2 separate regions of the Mus musculus genome follow, and region 1 is linked to region 2. A link is a contact called in public promoter capture Hi-C data. All regions are on one chromosome and are shown on one strand. Each heading gives the region's core, a stretch centred on a gene start, on an enhancer-like site or on the middle of the called end of the contact. The rest is flanking DNA. Distances are from core to core; before and after follow the strand shown.

What was found. Promoter capture Hi-C pulls out the DNA fragments that hold promoters and counts their contacts.
Region 1: a contact with region 2 is called in a promoter capture Hi-C map of liver, with 2.2 times the contacts expected there. The contact joins two enhancer-like sites. A contact is called at or near these places in 6 of 39 promoter capture datasets (the C10 cell line, the HPC-7 cell line, liver and 2 more), 19 of 484 Hi-C or Micro-C datasets (B cells, CD4 T cells, the G1E-ER4 cell line and 12 more), 2 of 115 datasets of contacts at active chromatin or transcription factors (memory CD8 T cells and pro-B cells) and 2 of 9 other capture datasets (adipose tissue and liver).

Annotation. Positions count from the first base shown.
Region 1 is chr4:132,414,869-132,420,130 of GRCm38.p6, reverse strand. The region is part of intron 1 of Phactr4 (phosphatase and actin regulator 4); the gene reads left to right. Among named protein-coding and RNA genes, the nearest start is that of Phactr4, 4.9 kb to the left of the region's middle. Within about 2 kb of position 3,695, at least 28 of the 459 cell types and tissues checked have an H3K27ac peak or open chromatin away from gene starts, as enhancers often do. A contact at or near this core is called in liver, where this site is marked.
Region 2 is chr4:132,077,039-132,083,085 of GRCm38.p6, reverse strand. No RefSeq gene overlaps it. Among named protein-coding and RNA genes, the nearest start is that of Epb41, 8.0 kb to the right of the region's middle. RefSeq lists an enhancer at 3,859-6,047. Within about 2 kb of position 4,540, at least 61 of the 459 cell types and tissues checked have an H3K27ac peak or open chromatin away from gene starts, as enhancers often do. A contact at or near this core is called in liver, where this site is marked.

The DNA of each region.
Region 1 (5,262 bases), core at 2,446-4,945, 340 kb before region 2:
AGATCTGAATATAAGAGAAAAATTATGGAAATATTTTCCATTCCAAACAAACTGATTCATAAGGAACTGAAATTCATAGAACCATGAAGTCTTTTCTATAATATTGCTGCCTTCACTCTGGCTTGCTTATCCTGTGTCTAGGCAGAATAGCACTTTTATGGGGCCTTGGGGACAAAAGGGTGATGAGTTACTAAGTTGTGGTTTTAAGCTTTTATTAAAAGGTGGTTACATTTGAGGCCAGCCTGGTCTTCATAACAAGTTTTAGGTCAGCCAGAGCTACACAATAAGACCATGTTTTGTAAAAAAAAAAAAAAAAAAAAAAAAAAGGACAGAAGATGATTAAAGGTTTGCTAAAAATTATGTAAGAGAAGTAGGTAAGGCAGCGTTGGCTCGGAGACCTAACTCTGAAAACGACTCAGACGCATGTACTTTTTTAGAGTATGCGGAGTTAAAAACTTTTGGTCAGACTTAACCTGCAGTTCAGTTTGGGTTTTCTGTCAGTACACGCCACGAACGTGACATCAGAAACAGCAGCCTATTTCAGCTCTTGTACTAAATTGTGAAGTAAAATGCATAACATTCCAGTGGAATTGAGTCAGTGCAATTAGTCTGTGTTCTCTCTGTTAGTTTTCTCTTTGGGGGATAGGATTGAAATGGAGGTTGTACATAGCCCAGGCTACCCTCCGCTTCACTGCTGCCTCCGCCTCCTCAGTGCTAGCCTGGAAACTAGTTTAGCCTTTACACTAATGGATGCGCTTCAGCGCTGTCTTGCTTTGGTACTGTAGTGAGGGCTTATTCCCCACTCCTCTCTTCAAATGTCAGCCTGTTTTATTTGCAGATCCATCTTCTTACCCATTCAGCCATGAGTGAAAGTTAATGCTTTAGGTCCCGAGGTCAGAGCAGTGAAACTATTTTCACCTCTGGAGGGTTGCAGACCTTACAGACTGATTCCAAGTTGGGGTAGGAGAAGAGACAGATGGTAAATGCACACTAAATATAAGTCTTGGCCGGGCGTCGTGGCACAGGCCTTTAATCCCAACACTCGGGAGGCAGAGGCAGGCGGATTTCTGAGTTCGAGGCCAGCCTGGTCTACAGAGTGAGTTCCAGGATAGCCAGGACTTCACAGAGAAACTCTGTCTCGAAAAAAACAGAAAAAAACAAAACAAAACAAAACAAAAAAAAAACAACCAAAAAACAAAAATATAAGTCTCAATCATTGGACAGCCAGCTTAATCTCTCGCCTTTTTTTCCCCTCCAAGTGTTGACCATGCCTTGTTTGCTTGTTTCTTTCTGTTTTTAAAGATTTACTTTTTTTTAAAATGTATTTATTTATTATATCTAAGTACACTGTAGCTGTGTTCAGATGCACCAGAAGAGGGAGTCAGATCTTGTTACGGATGGTTGTGAGCCACCATGTGGTTGCTGGGATTTGAACTCAGGACCTTTGGAAGAGCAGTCAGTGCTCTTAACCTCTGAGCCATCTCTCCAGCCCAAGATTCACTTATTTTTGGGGAGCCGGGCGTGGTGGCGCACGCCTTTAATCCCAGCACTCGGGAGGCAGAGGCAGGAGGATTTCTGAGTTAGAGGTCAGCCTGGTCTACAAAGTGAAGTCCAGGACAGCCAGGGCTATACAGAGAAACCCTGTCTCGAAAAACAAAACAAAACAAAAAAATAGATGGGGACCTGGGGCTGAGATGGCTCAGGCAGTAAAGACACCACTGTAGGTTAAACTGGGTTTAATTCCTGTAACTCACATACATGGCAGAAGGAGAAAACTAACTCTGGCATGCTGACTTTTACATGCGTGCTGTGACCTGCACATGTGCACAGTCAGACAGACAGACAGATAGACAGACACACACACACAAATAAATAAGCTGGAGTTAGAGAGATTACCCAACAGTTGAGAGCACTGTGTGTTTTACAGTGGATCCAGGTTTACTTCCTAGCACCTACTTCAGGGCTTATAACCATCTGTAAGTCCAAGGATCAGATGTCCTCTTCTGGCTTCTAAGGGCCGCATGCTCACATGTGATGCACATACATACATACATACATAAAGGAAAGCATGTACATAAAATTTATCAAATGAAAATACAATTTAGAGCTGGGCAGTAGTGGCACATGCCCTCAGTCCCAGCATTCAGAGGGCAGAGCATGGTTGAGTTCTGAGTTCGAGGCCAGCCTGGTCTACAGAGTGAGTTCCAGGACAGCCAGGGCTACACAGAGAAATTCTGTCTCGAAAAACCAAAGAAGAAAAAAAAAATTAATTAATAAAAAATAAATATATAAAATTTCGATAGGGACTAAACAATTGTATTGTTTTATTTGAGGCTGGGGTCACACTCTATAGCATGACCCTTGTTGGCCTGGACCTCACTGACCTTGAAATTACAATGATTCTCTTGGGTTTTGGGATTAAAGGCATGTACCAATATGTCTAGTTTAATTTGTTTTGGGTTAAACAGTGGTGACTCACATCTTTAATCCCTGCACTCAGAAGGCAGAGGTTGGTGGATCTCTGAGTTCAAGGCTAGCCTGGCCTACAGAGTAAGTTAAGTTCCAGGATAACTAGGGTTACACAGAGGAACTCTGACTGGGGGAAAAGATTGTGTTTTGGTAAACAGTACAGGAAGCAGCACAGACAGTTGTTTGAGATGGGGTCTCCTATCGGCCCGGCCAGCCAGCCTCAGGGATCTTCTTGTTCTAGCCAGCATATCTTCTGGTGATTAGACTCAGACCAGACGAAAAACTGTCTCCCAAGCCCTAAGGTTATTCTAGGTCGAGGGAGTTTTGAACATAAGAATGAAACGGAGGGTAAACATGTTTAGCTGTTTATCTAGGGGAGAGAGTGGTCTGGAATGCTGAGAGTATGTTCCACTTGGTTTTCAACACTCTGATTCTGAACCCCTCCAGACAGCTTGAACAAAGCAACGGGTGTCCACCCTGGACGCCTGGACACACACAGCAAGGGTGCACATGGACGGCTCGTCACCGAGACTCCTGTCCTGGTGTGGTGGCTCCCACCTGTAATCCCAGCATCCAGGGGGCTTAGCTGAGGTTTGCAGTGAGTTTGGGCCACACTAGGCACAAAGTTCTAGGCCAGTCTGGACTACAGGATAAGGCCAGGGTTTGAAAACACCCCTCCCCCCCCAAATTACATGACTTTTTTTTGTGCTGTTAGAAACCAAATCCTATGAAATGTGTTTTCCACTGAACTTCATACATAGATAGCCCTTGGTTCTTTAGATTTAGTAGCTTATTTTAAATCTTCTAAGTTTAACAGCTAGGGATTTCTTTATATTTCCTTTTCTTCCTCCTTATTTATTTTTTATTTTTTAAGATTTATTTATTTAATTTATGTATGCAAGTACACTGTAGCTGTACAGATGGTTGTGAGCCTTCATGTGGTTGTTGGGAATTGAATTTTAGGATCTCTGCTCACCCCACTTGCTCTGGTCAACTCCACTCGCTCAGGCCCAAAGATTTATTATTATACATAAGTACACTGTAGCTGTCTTCAGATACACCAGAAGAGGGCGTCAGATCCCATTACAGATGGTTGTGAGGCTCCATGTGGTTGCTGGGATTTGAACTCAGGACCTTTGAAAGAGCAGTCAGTGCTCTTACCTGCTGAGCCATCTCGTTAGCCTCTTAACTCACAGTGGTCAGACTGCCTCTGCTTCCTGACTGTTGGGATTAGAGGAACACCTCTGGCTCAATTCAGCTTTTTTGACTGCTTTTTCTTGCCTAATCACAAGCCATACTTTCCTATTTGTTGACTCTCTGGCTTTTTAGACCCTTTTTCTTTGGCTTTACACACATACACACCACATTACACACAGGCACATATGTACTGGCTGGCCATTTAAAGTAATATGATCTGGCAGCTCTGGAATAAACTTCCCTTGCTGTGGGTTTCTTTTGGTCTTGCTTGGTAGCTTTCTTGGACTAAACTTGTAAAGTGTGTTCTTTGTTCTATGTACCAACTGCAGTCTGCACTTGTTTGCCTTAGTGGTTAAGTAATGATTAGACAGAGATTTCCCTAAGTGCTGTGAGCCAGTAAGCTTTCCAGCTTTTACTGAGGGCCTCTGGTGAGGCCCTTACTACCCATGACATGGCAGTGGTGGGGGCACACATAAGCAGGGAAAAGGTCAGGCACAGGTCTTTATAACAACTTGCCCTCTCAAAAACTTAACAGTTCTCTCAAAGTACCTAATTCTTCCCTCCCCATTATGTCCTAGCTCGTAAAGGTTCAATTTCCCAATACCAGCACCTTGGGGACAAGGTTCTTAACACATCTAAGCCTCAGCAGGCATCAGCTCAGAGCTCTTGATTCCATACTAACATCTCATTCTTTACCATTCAGGGCCCCTCTGTTGGTATACCTTAGCACACATAGGATGGGATACCACAGTACACATAGGATGGGATACCACAGCACACATAGGATGGGATACCACAGTGCACATAGGATGGGATACCACAGCACACGTAGGATGGGATACCACAGCACACATAGGATGGGATACCACAGCACACATAGGATGGGATACCACAGTGCACATAGGATGGGATACCACAGTGCACATAGGATGGGATACCACAGCACACGTAGGATGGTATACCACAGCACACATAGGATGGGATACCACAGTGCACATAGGATGGGATACCACAGCACACGTAGGATGGTATACCACAGCACACATAGGATGGTATACCACAGCACACATGGTATGATATACCACAGTGCACATAGGATGGGATACCACAGCACACGTAGGATGGTATACCACAGCACACATAGGATGTTATACCATTGTTCAGCATACATAGGATCATATACCACAGTTTCTGTGGTAAACTAGCTAGCTCTGGAGCTGGGCTACTCTGTTGATTGGTTCTTAGGCTGGTCCTCAGAGCTTTCTGCCATCTTCCTGCAAGAGAGAACTTTGGAGGTTACCAAGCATACTTTGAGGCCTTCCGGTCTGCCTGTCAGATGACGGTTAATCTCTCTTACCTGTTTGTTTTCTTTTTCTGTCATAGTGGTTGAGCCCAACAGTAATTTCTCAATTCCACTGTCATTATAGCTACTGTTTTCTTGTCTTGCAGTCAAGTAGTACATTCCTTCCCATGGCACCACCTGCCATGGCTGAAACTCTTAAGAGTTGGACCCGAAACACCTTGTGCCAGGAGAAATCTGTGCTGTATGTCTGACCCTGTATCTGCCCTGCCCTGTAGTCTACATCAAAACCCCAT
Region 2 (6,047 bases), core at 3,291-5,790:
TCTCTAAGAGCTCTCCCATTGCAGCCATGCAAACAGTGGGCCATCGCAGGAAAGCTCGCTTGCTTGCCATAGCCTTTCCGAGATGGCTTCTGACGCCTGCCCACTGTGGCTCTTCTTGCATGGCACTGGCCAACCTGGCTCTAAGCATATGACCATACCAAAGAAGCCAGGAGTTGGGCCGGGGAAAGCCCTGCCTGGGGGAGTGGCTGTGAAACCCAGACCTACATCCTACTCTAGCTTCAGAATCTCTTCAATACTTGACCTACATTTTCATGGGTCCCAGGAAGGACCTTGGCTTGAGGTTTATGAGATCTGTTGCCAGTGTTTCCAGCACGTATATCGGGCATCTTTAAAAAAAAAAAAAAAAAAAGATGTATTTATTTATTTATTTAATGTATGCTAGTGCTCTACTTTCAAGCACACCAGAAGAGGGAAACACACACAGAAGTGGATGCTCACAGTCAGCTATTGGATGGAACACAGAGCCCCCAATGGTGGAGCTAGAGAAATTACCCAAGGAGCTAAAGGGATCTGCAACCCTATAGGTAGAACAACATTATGAACTAACCAGTACCCCCAGAGCTCGTGTCTCTAGCTGCATATGTATCAGAAGATGGCCTAGTTGGCCATCATTGGAAAGAGAGGCCCATTGGTCTTGCAAACTTTATATGCCTCAGTACAGGGGAACGCCAGGGCCAAGAAGGGGAGTGGGGGGAGGGTATGGAGGACTTTTGGGATAGCATTGGAAATGTAAATGAAGAAAATACCTAATTAAAAAAAAAAAGAAGAGGGAATTGGATTCCATTACAGATAATCATCTGTGAGCCACCGTATAGTTGCTGGGATTTGAACTCAGGACCTCTGGAAGAGCAGCCAGTGCTCTCAACTGCTGAGCCTTCTCTCCAGTCCTATGTCCAGCATTAAAAAAAACCCTGTAACTCCAGCTCCAGGAGACCCACTGCCTCTGGCTTCTGCACGTATACGCATACACGTAGAGGTCAGAGGTCAAGTTCAGGTGCTATTCCTCCAGAGACCTTGTTGTTTCTCTAACATTATTTTAAAATGCATTACCATTAGTGCTTGTGCCCTGATACACATGTGGAAGTCAGGGGACAACTTCTTAAAGTTGGTTTTCTTCTTCCCTCTTTATCTGAGTACCATAGATTGAACCCAGGCTGGCATGGTTGCATGAACCACTTCACTGGCCCCATCTTGTTGGGTTTTGTTTTGTTTTTGTTTTTTGTTTTGTTGTTGTTGTTGCTTTGTTTTTGTTTTGTTGAGACAGGGAACTCTCCCTGGGACCAAGGGCTTGCTGGTTAGGTCAGGCTGGCCGTGCTCCAGGGATCTGTCAGTCTCTGCTTTCCCAGTTCTGGATATCTACAGTTAGGACACCCTTCCAAGTTTTTATGTAGGTACTAGGAAGAAAACTTGGCCACTAGGCGGAAGTGGCTTCATGCCTTTAATTCCAGGACTTAAGAGACAGAGACAGGCAGATCTCTGAGTTCAAGGCCAGCCGGGTCTACAGAGAAAGTTCCAGGACAGCCAGGGCTACACAGAGAAACCCCATTTTGTAGCAGCAGCAGCAGCAGCAGCAGCAGCAGCAGCAGCAGCAGCAGCAGCAGCAGCAACAGCAATAGCCATTGGGTTTTGTGACTCAGCAGTTAAGAGCACTGGCTGCTCTTGCAGAGGACCCAGGTTTGATTCCCAAATCCCACAGCATGCTGTTTTCTGGATTTTGCTGGCACCTGACATACAAACCCACACGTAATTAAAAATAATAAAAATAAGTATTTTTATGGCTTAGTGTTTAGTATTTTGTTATAGACTACTTTTTAAAAAAAGATCCATTTATTATATGCAAGTCCACTGTAGCTGTTTTCAGACACACCAGAAGAGGGCATCAGATCTCATTATGGATGGTTGTGAACTGCCACATGGGATTTAAACTTAGGACCTTTGGAAGAACAGTCAATGCTCACCATCTCACCAGCCCTACTGTAGATTTCTTGTGGAAGATATTAGTGTCTCTCTCAAATCTATGCCCTTCTTTAGTAGTAACAATAGCATCAATAACTGATTGTTTCTCATGTACTCTGAGCCACACATGTTAAGGGCTTATAATATTTATCTTTTGTAACCCTTACAATTTTAGAGGCATTCTTTTAAAAAATTGATTTATTTTATAACGTATGAGTGTTTTGCTTGCATGTATGTGTGGTGCCCTCAGAATTCCGAAGAGGGGGTTGGATTTCCTGTACCTGTAGTGACAGATGGCTGTGAATCACCATTAGTTACCAGGAATTGGACACAGGTCTGGCACAAGAAGAAGAAATGCTCTTAATCACTGAGCCATCTCTCCAGCCCAATAAAAATAAAGGTTAACAAAACCCCTCAGGTCCTAAACTTGCCAGACAAGCTTTCTATAGACTATGACATCACTCAGCACCCACCCACTTAGGATAGAATCTTACTAAGTAGCTTAGGCTGGCCTTGAGATCTTTCTGTCTCAGTGTTCCGGGTGCAAAAAAAAAAAAAAAAAAAAAAAAACCAAAAACCAAAAACCAAAAAACAGGTCTGTGCCCCATCGTGTCCATTGCTCTCTTTCTTAGGGGAAGAAAGTGCAGGGGTTCAGAGGGTAGTTTAGACTGATTTAACTTCATGACAGTCCTCCCACCCCCACATCCACAAGTGCCGAGATTACAGGCCTGAGACACTATGCCTGGCTGAATTTTTTTTTTCTCCTTTGTCTTTGCTTGAGAAAGAGACTCAGTATAGTCCTGTCTGGCCTGGAACTTGCTGGGTAGACCAGGCTGGCTTTGAACTTGCAGTGATCCTCCTGCCTCTGCCTCCTGGATTCTGGGGTTACAAGAACCTGTACCTGGTCACTTTTTTTTTCTTTCTCTTAAACGGGGCCCTAAACAAGCTGCCTACCCTACAGTCTGGACTTTGCCTAACTGGTCAGTCGTCCAGCCTAGCTCGTCTCGCCTCTTGCTGTGTCTCTAGTGTTGTGGTGCTGGACGACGTCCAGACTTAAAGCCTCTTCCTTGTCAACCGTGCATGTGCTGTCTGTCACTGAGCTAAAGTCACTAAGGGCACTTAGGGAGGAGCTAAGGAATAGGATAATGTCCTTTATTTGTTGACTCTTAGCGAGTTGTGTGACCTGGCTATGCAACCCAAGACAGATTGCCTGAAAGCCCCCTTCCCATAACCCCTACTTATAAATGAGATGCTGGCCGGCACTAACCCTGGAGCGTCTTGAGACGGCTCAACTCAGTGCCTCGGCCCCCTCAGCTCTATAACACTAGGTGGCGCCAAACACCACCTTTCCTTCTACCTGGATTTTTTTTTTTTTTAAAGCGTGGGTGATCATCTCAGGTCTTTCCCAACTGTGGTCAAATCTTTCCCGCTCCCCAGCAAATTAAGGTGGTGTGTTCAAGTCCTGCTCAGGCTGCTTAGGGCCTGTGTTCACGAGCAGGTCACGCGCCCCATTTTATTCCTCTCTAAAGCAAGGGAAGAGGGGACAAGGCGCTAGGCATCTCCCAACACCCAGGACTCTTCCTTGGGCAGAGATTCTCTTGGCCGGATTGACAGCGGCCACACATGGCAACAAAACCAGAGGAACCAGAGCGGTGGGGCCTTTCAGAATTCTTAAGCGTTCGGTGGCAGGGTTACAGATACACTAACATAATTTGTCTGGGGACACCCCCATTCTCTTATTCACCCCCCCCCCCATTCCAACCCTAACCTGGGACAAAGAACACTTACATTTTTCTCTATTTATGTCAACTCCCACCTACTCATTCTAGAGATTTGTCCCATGTTCCCAATGTGTCCTTCTGAGATAATTGACCCCATACCCACCACCAAGCCTCCTTCTATGAATGACTGCCACACCCCCCATATACCATGAATGGTCCCACTCCCCAGCCATCCCCAAATCTGTCTTTGTGTGCCTGGACCTGGCATCCGAGAACTTCAATACCTTGGTCTCATGGCTCCTTCGGTTTGAAAGCTATGCCAGCCCGTGTGTTTTGCTCCTGGAACGCATATTTTTACTATTTTCCTATCTTTGAGTCTTTACCCAGGCTCCTCCTCCATATGGAATGTACTTTTCCAACCCTATGTAGTAAATTCATCCTACAAAATCTAGCTGGAAGGTTACCTCCTCCAGAAAACATTCTTCATGCTGCCAATGGAGCCATGTTGCCTTCCCAGCTCTGAGTACACATTAGTTCAGGGTGGTCCTCATAGGAGCCGTGGTGAATCACAGCAGGGGTGTGCCCCCCCCCACACACACATTCCCCCTTAGAGAGTAACATACAAATGCTTTCTCTTCCAGTGGCTCCAGTGGGAAAGAGAGACAGGGTGTGAGAGCCGTTGCATCATCTGATTGACGAAGAAACAGGCTATGATTCCTGCGAGAAGCAGAGGCAGGATTCAGACTGCGGCTGATTAGGGCTGCCTGGTTGCCTCAGGATTGCGTTCCCTCTTTCCCAGCATGCCTTTGGCCTGGCTGAGTTCCTCTTTCTACCCTTGGACTTAGCAGGGTATTGGTCAATATTTCTGCTTGTTGAACTAGTAGGGTTCAGTGTATTTTGGAGACAGGGCTGTACGGAGGCTTCTTAGCTTCCTCTTGAATTCAGTGTGTAGCCAAGGCTGACCTTGAGCTCCTGAGCCTTCTGCCTCCACCTTCTAAGTGCTAGGATCGTGGGTGTACACCACTACATCTGGTTTTTTAATTTAAAAATGTTTTCACCCCCACCCCACCCCTGTGTGTGGGTCAGAGGTCAACTTGTGGGGGTTGGTTCTCTCCACTATGTAGGTACTGGGGGATGGAACTCAGGCTTGGCAGCTGGAGTCTTCACTTAATAAGCCATCTTTCCAGCCCACCTGGCAGGTTATGAATTTTGTTTATTTATTTATTTAGGTTGTGTTTTGTTTTTATAAAATTTGTTTGTTTTGAGATAGGATAGCAGACACTATGAAGGCTCTCTTAAGCCTTGGCCTCCTGAAATATTATGACTAGAGACGCAGAGCATTGAGCATTCTCTCTCTCTCTCTTCTCTCCCCTCTCTCTCTCTCCCTCTCCCTCTCTCTCTTTCTCTCCCTCTCTCTCTCTTTCTCTCCCTCTCTCTCTCTCTCACTTTCTCTCTCTTTCAGAGAGATTAACTTTTTGTTTGCTTGCTTTGTTTTCGAGACAGGATTTCATGTGCCCCGGGCTGGCCTCAGATAGATTCTCCGGCCTAGGATACTAACTGAAGTGTTAGTATTGTGGGTACGCTACCATGTCTTTGTTTTTGAGGGGAGGGGTGTTAACTTCCCATAAAGTCCTAAATAAAGTTCAGTTGAAGAAACAGATGTTCCCACATATGTACGCCCACGTGTCACCCCCCCACACCCCATCTATTCCCTGGGCGCTTTATCGCTCAGCTCACGCCCACTTGAAGCTGGGGACAGCACCCAGGCTCTGACAGGATAAGGAGGCTCAGGCATTCTCAGAAGGGGAGGGAGGCTGACACAAACAAGTCCCTTCCCCCCCCCCCCCCCCCAGTTTATCAGTTGCCCACAGGCCCCAGCAAACTGAGCCTTCAGCCTCCAGAGGAAGAAAGCTGTGCCCTGCCTGTCACCCTCGAAGTTATTTCAGAACTGTGTGGTTGTCACATCAGCTCTCTGAGCGTCAAGCATTTCTGACTGGAAGAATTTAATGATATAAAAAAAAATGAGCAGATGGATAGAAAATACTAGCGGTGAGGAAATGTGAACTGTCCCTTCAGGATGTCACCTCTCCCACGGAGCCTCTCAGGTAGGGCCCAAGAGGGACGCTAAGAATTCCTGGCGGAGGCAGTGACCTATATCCCTCCACAGGCTTTCCAAGACTGCATTGGTTGTTCACCCAGTGCTTCAACGGGAAACACACAGGTGCCTGAGCACAGAGGTTCCAGGGGCAGGTCAAAATTCCCTAGGTGCAGATAGCTCAGGGCCAGGCATTCTGATTCTAGGGCACGAATAGTCACCCTCCGTAGGTAACTCACGCTCACCCTCCCCCG